Regions from separate parts of the Sus scrofa genome. Here region 2 is linked to region 1. A link is a contact called in public HiChIP or PLAC-seq data. All regions are on one chromosome and are shown on one strand. Each heading gives the region's core, a stretch centred on a gene start, on an enhancer-like site or on the middle of the called end of the contact. The rest is flanking DNA. Distances are from core to core; before and after follow the strand shown.

Region 1 (3,070 bases), core at 453-2,952:
TGTAACATCAAATACTTACTTTTTTTTTTTTTCAGGGCTTAGCAGATTAACTACATAAAATGGAAATTGGATTTCACTCAACTTCTTTGTAACTACCATGAGTAAGATGCTAGTTAACTGTCTGAGGAAGACAAGACAAGCAAAGCTTTTCTGCCAAGTAGCTCACAATTAAAAGAATCACTCTAAGAGCTGGGAAGTAAAAAATAGGTGTTTGTATGGCTCCCAGATCGCCTGCAGAATCACATTAAGTTGCAGGATCTGCATGTGTTATTTTCCTGAAGTATTGCCCCTGGAGGTGTCAAATTTGCATATAACGAAGTGAATTTAATTGGAAGTTGGCAATAGTGTGAGGAAAAGCAAAAGGTGATGTGCAAAAAAAAAAAAAAAAAAAAAAAAAAAAAAAAAAAAAAAAACACCTTAAAGGCACTGTCAATATTACACTTTTAATTAAGTTGAGTATTTTATTAGATTTGGCTGTCTCCACTCTTACTGTTGAAACAGGTTAATCAAATACAGACACTGCTCTCAGAGGATTTAAGCCTGAAATTTTTGCCTTTTCCAGTGTTTTAGTTCCTTATTCCTGAGCAGATAACAACTGTAACATCACTCCATTCAATCCTATGTTTAAATTCATAGATGTCTTTTAAAAATGTGATGACAGAAGGATAGAGAAAGGTAAGGGGAGCAAATGACCTTTCTAAAGGCTAAGATAGGAGAATATTTCTGAATGGAACACCTGTCTCAAACAATCAAACGTTTGTCCACTGGGTGCCACTGTCTTCCTTACCAGGCGATGCCACTTCATAGTTGCAAAAACAGAAATTGCCTTTAGTGGCCCAGACAGTGCTGTGTATGCGGGTGTGTGTGTGAAGGAATATGTTTTCCTGTACACATGCTAAGATTTGATTTATTTTATTTTAATTGGAGTACAGTTGATGTACAGTGTTGTGTTAGTTTCAGGTATACAGTGACATGATCCAATTATCTATGTACATACCTATCCATTCTTTTTCAGATTCTTTTCCCATCTAGGCTCTTACAGAATATTGAGCAGAGTTCCCTGTGCTGTACAGGAGGTCTTTGTTAGTCATCTTTTCTGTAGTTGTGTGTATATGTCAATCCCAAACTCCCAATTAAAGCTTCTTTTAAATACTATCGATTTAGGGTTGATGGAACGCTAGCTAGCTTTCACTGGTAATCCAAATCATTTTGTCTATCCCGTAGCTGGGCCCTGGCCCGATGGGTTGGCCTGGTGGGCTAGAAACAAGTGGGGAGGGCAGAAGAAATAGCAGGGACAAAGATTTGTGCTGGGACTAGGAGTGGAAGCTCATGGCATTGTCAACCAATGGATCCTGCCTTTGAGAAGAGGATAAATGTCAACCTTATCTGAATTTTTGCCTCCTGGCTTTGTTTCTTAGTGATTCACATAGAACTAAGGCAAATAGATGCCTAGGGGTTCACCTACACTAAGCATCGATTGGTCCTGGGCCTCAGGTAACTTAAACTTAACCTTTCTAGGGTCCCTTCTAGCAAGGTCTCTGTTGGTTCACTATGAAAAAGAAGAAATGTAGACATAATGAGGAAATAAGAAGAGGGTGGTGCTTCCTCTCTGAGGTCACACAGATGACAGTTCTTTGTTGGCCTCTTCTAGCTAACATTCTTTATTTCTCTGCAGTTGTGTCACTAGGGTCAAAATAAGAGAATTGTGAAATCAAGATAATTTACATTTCAGGCTTTTAATCTGGGCTGTGCACAGCTCAAAGAAGTAAGTTTGCAGCACGTCAGCAAAGAAAGGGATGTAAGAATCCCACTCTTGTCCTGGATATTAATGGTAAGCAATTCAGGACATTGCTACATTTAGTTAAAGAAAACACTTGATTATATTTCCTGTAGGTTAAGATCAGTGGGAGAAAATGTCTGGAAATTAGGTAGTAGATAAAAGACTAGAAGGAGGAACAGAAAATAAGGAAAAGTGTTAAGAAGAAGAAAAAAGAAGAGGCAAAAGGTCTCAGAAGCTCATAATAAAGCAGTTTTTGCCTGTGTGCTGGCTTCTATCACCAGCACACACAGGACGGACAAAGAAAGGGGCTCTGATAGGCTGCGGTCTATGACCATACACATGCCAAGAGATCTCACAGCCTTGGGGCTAAGAAAGTGTCAGAAAACCCAGTTTCACAATGAAGCAAAGACCCAGAGGTGCCCCAGTGCAGAGGGGCTCAGCAGGCCAGTTCCTGACATACTTCCTCTGGCAACAGTGTTGGCTCCGTGTCTCTCATTCATCACTGGCTGCTGGTTCCTGGCTCCCAGCGGCAGGCCCAGGAGAGCTCAGGCTTTGTTTCTGCTCCACCACTTACTTGCTTTATGACCTTGGCCCGTTCCCTTGGTCGCTCCCAGTCACAGCTGTCTTACGCACACTCAAGGGGGCAAACACATTATTGCGAGGACTGAATGACATAAGTGTATCTGGCTCTCAGTTAGGGTCTCCGTAAATGTTAATTTATCTCAATTCCTGCTAGTGGTCATAAAAGAACTATGTGAATCTCTGAGTCTTGTGTCATGGGCTAGGGTGTGTGTCTGCATTATTTGCATAAGTTTCCTTTTTTATTGGTCTCTCTCAAAGTGGTTGAAAGACAACCACATCACAACAGAGTGGTTACTCATCATCTCAGAGACTTTCAACCAGGAGCGGCCCCCCTCCCCAGCCCCCTTGTCCGATCTGGTTTTTCCACTACCTCGCTGTCTCTCCTATTCTTTCTCAGCTCCTCCTTTGGTAAAGGGACTTTAGTACTTTGACCTTCTTTCTTTCCACTTCATCTTTTAAGTCTTCTGTCTGTTTCTGCTCATTCTCTGATTTTGCCCAGGCTGAGAGCTGAATGGGCAGTGCTGATATATGACCTTTTCAGCGTTTTGCCAGGGTCAGGGGCAACTGGGGAGTGAGAGGAGTCTATGATCACTTTCTCACCAAGGAGGTGAATCCAAGAATGACCATGTAGTCAGAATTTGCTTCATGCATCTTCTGGATACTCTACCTAGCAAAATATTGGTTGCATACTACGTGGGGCATAAACAC
Region 2 (3,057 bases), core at 347-2,846, 1.2 Mb after region 1:
TTGTTGTCTTCACAAGGTTCGTCTGATCAGAGCTGTATAAGCATCAGGTAGCTTCCAAGACCCAGAAGGGACGAGTCCTGAGACGTGCTGAGGAGGGAAGGAAAGAATATGGTCTGGGTGGATGCAGAAGAGCTGGGTGCCTTGGGTTCCAGTTGCTGAGGTTGCAGGGGAGAAAGGAAGCAGGTCAGGCCGTGATGGAGGAGGGGTGCCTCATTTCAGATGTTTTCCTCTTCGTCTTAATTTGCTGTGGAGGTGTTTTAGTTAGTCCCTCAATCCTTGGAAGAAATGAGTCATTCTGTGACTCTGAAAGTGAACCAGCCGTCTCGAGGGTTCCCCTTCCTAAGATGGATCATTCGGAGACACTCCACACTGCCTGTTACGATTCTTACGCTAGGAGTTCCCGTCGTGGTGCAGTGGTTAATGAATCCGACTAGGAACCATGAGGTTGCGGGTTCCATCCCTGGCCTTGCCGTGAGCTGTGGTGTAGGTTGCAGATGCGGCTCGGATCCTGCGTTGCTGTGGCTGTGGCGTAGGCCGGTAGCTACAGCTCCAATTCGACCCCTAGCCTGGGAACCTCCATGTGCCTCGGGAGGAGCCCTAGGGAAAAAAAAAAAAAAAAAGATTCTTAAGCTAGTAAGATGTATAGTCACCATTATTGAAACTTCTCTGCCGGGATCTGTGGTGTGGGCTTTATTCCACTCACTTTTTTTGAGCACTTATCATCTGTCAGGCATTTTTCTTTCAACTTATAAATGTAGAGTAAATATGGAATAAAACAAAATAGAACCCTCTCTCTTGAGCCTGATGTCCTTGGCCTTCTGGGGAGTTGGTAGTGTTGCCTGGGAATTTAATGGGTTTAGTCCCCATCTGTGCCCCCCCCCCCAAAATTGCTGCCCTCTCTGAGGCTTGCCACAGTTTGTGTTCTTGCATTTTTAGGTTTGTAGTTCAGAGTCCCCTTTCCTTCCCTTTGGCCCAGTTGAACTGGTTTTACAAGTGTAACAGGAGAACTGGGGAAGCCTCTTAAGCCATGGCCCCATGTGCATGAAACAGCTGGAGTTTTAGTTGCCATTTTTTCAGCCAGGAGATACGATGATTTTGGGTCCCAGTATTGTAGGTGTCCTCATCGCTCAGGGTGGTGGTCAGGCACCTGCCGGGGACTGGAGAAGGTGCTGCTTGTTCTCTTTCCCCGCAGGCACTCTTTCAGGACGGGGCAGGGCAGGCACCACCTGGGAAGGTTTGTGAACTTGACCTGCAAACTTTGCATTCCTAGCAAAGGCCTGAGCCATCCCCTTCCCAAAACAGGTTCCTGGCTTGCTTATCTTTGAATGCAGCCGAATTGGCCGTGTCTCAGGCTTGAAGCTGAGAGATTTTGTGTAGGTTTCTATTGACTAGAAGGTATTTTCTTGCCTTCAGTGTCCCAGCTTGCGCCTAGCATCCCCCAGGATTGTTGGCTTGGGGTGGACCTGGCTCGGGTCAGCAGAGTGCTGTGGAGAAAGCTGGCTTCTTCCTGAGTCATCCCATTTCTCCCTCAGACCTGGCCACAGTTTGCTGTCCTTCCTGCCTCACGGTTACTGAGGCCTGACCTGTGTTAGCACATCGAAATAAAGCACTTGCACAGACACTGAGAGTGTGACTCAGATTCAGACTGACTCACTGCCATGTCCACTGACTGAACAAGGAGCACTAAGGAAGGCAGGGCCACCGGTTGGTGAGGGGGAGCCCTGGGTTTGAATACAGGACGTTCACACCAGGAGCTGCAGCTCCCCTTACATTTACTCCCCACTCTTCTGGCTGAAGCAAACAGACAGTCAGTCCTTTGAGATTTCTAAGGGTTTTGATATGAGAGTCAGGACGTGACTGAAAAGTCAAGAGGAGGCTGGAGTTCCCGTCATGGCGCAGCAGAAATGAATCCACCTAGGAACCATGAGGTTGCAGGTTCGATCCCTGGTCTCGCTCTGTGGGTTAAGGATCCACCATGGCTGTGACTGTGGTGTAGGCCAGCAGCTGTACTACCGATTCAGCCCCTAGCCTGGGAACCTCCGTATGCCGTGGATGTGGCCATAAAAAGCAAAAAAAAAAAAAAAAAAAAAAAAAAAAGTCAAGAGGAGGGAAATTAGTCTCCAGAAGTCTAAAAAACTTAAGAGATACCTTGCACTCTAGTATTTGTCCCAATGTAAAGACTACCAGCAGCCTTGCTTTTGTTCTTCCTCTTTCCCTGTAACTCTGCTGTTTCTTCATTTCTCGAGAGTTCTGTTCCGCTGCTCTGCACACTCTTCTGGTACTGGTTGTTGAGGCCCAAGCTTGCTTTCTGATAGGCAGTCTCTGTCCTTGGGGATGAAAAGGAAGAGTCTGCCGGGGGAAGGTTGGGCCCTCGGATCTACGGCCATCGGAAGGGTTTACTTTGACTCAGTTGGCATGTCCCGGTTATTCAGGTGACCCTTTTATGACGAGAGCCTGATCTGAGTCTCTTCCTCTGACTTGCCTAAGAATCGTGTCTGACCACCTCATCTTCTGCAGCTCTTAGAGTGGGCGTTTCTTGGGATAACAGTTGGTCTGTTTTTTTCCCCTCGGGTTTCTGATCGTTACATCCAGAAATGACTCCCTACTTCCGAATTCTTTTCCCGTCCCCATCCCCTACCCCTTGGCTCTGTTTTCTCTTCTCTTCCCTCCTCACTCCCTTTTTCCTTTCTCCCTTCTCCATACTCTTCCATGCCCCCCCCCCGCCCCCCTTGAGATTTCTGTCCTTTGGTCTTTATTGTGACTCCATTGGAGCAGTTTGTCAGGGATGTTCTTTGACTTGTCACTGAAACTCTATACAACCTTAAATTTGTTTTTTTGGCCATGCCTGCAACTTACAGAAGTTCCTAGGCCAGGGATCAAACCCATGCCACAGCTATATTTCAAGCTGCTGCAGTGACAACACCAGACCCTTAACTTGCTGCACCACAGGAGAACTCCCTCTAATGCCACCTTAAGTTTTAGAAAAACTCATGTTTAATGGTTGGAAAAAGGTTACGATGGTGGCAGTGGTGATGGTTCTGCTACCATCCAGGGTCC

Evidence for each region. HiChIP or PLAC-seq counts read pairs in DNA pulled down with a chosen protein or histone mark.
Region 2: a contact with region 1 is called in an H3K27ac HiChIP or PLAC-seq map of alveolar macrophages. The contact joins two enhancer-like sites. A contact is called at or near these places in 1 of 47 Hi-C or Micro-C datasets (embryonic fibroblasts) and 1 of 2 datasets of contacts at active chromatin or transcription factors (alveolar macrophages).

The regions. Positions count from the first base shown.
Region 1 is chr2:130,686,974-130,690,043 of Sscrofa11.1, forward strand. No RefSeq gene overlaps it. Among named protein-coding and RNA genes, the nearest start is that of CTXN3, 92 kb to the left of the region's middle. Within about 2 kb of position 1,703, at least 17 of the 83 cell types and tissues checked have an H3K27ac peak or open chromatin away from gene starts, as enhancers often do. A contact at or near this core is called in alveolar macrophages, where this site is marked.
Region 2 is chr2:131,872,990-131,876,046 of Sscrofa11.1, forward strand. The region is part of intron 4 of ISOC1 (isochorismatase domain-containing protein 1); the gene reads left to right. Among named protein-coding and RNA genes, the nearest start is that of ISOC1, 17 kb to the left of the region's middle. Within about 2 kb of position 1,597, at least 9 of the 83 cell types and tissues checked have an H3K27ac peak or open chromatin away from gene starts, as enhancers often do. A contact at or near this core is called in alveolar macrophages, where this site is marked.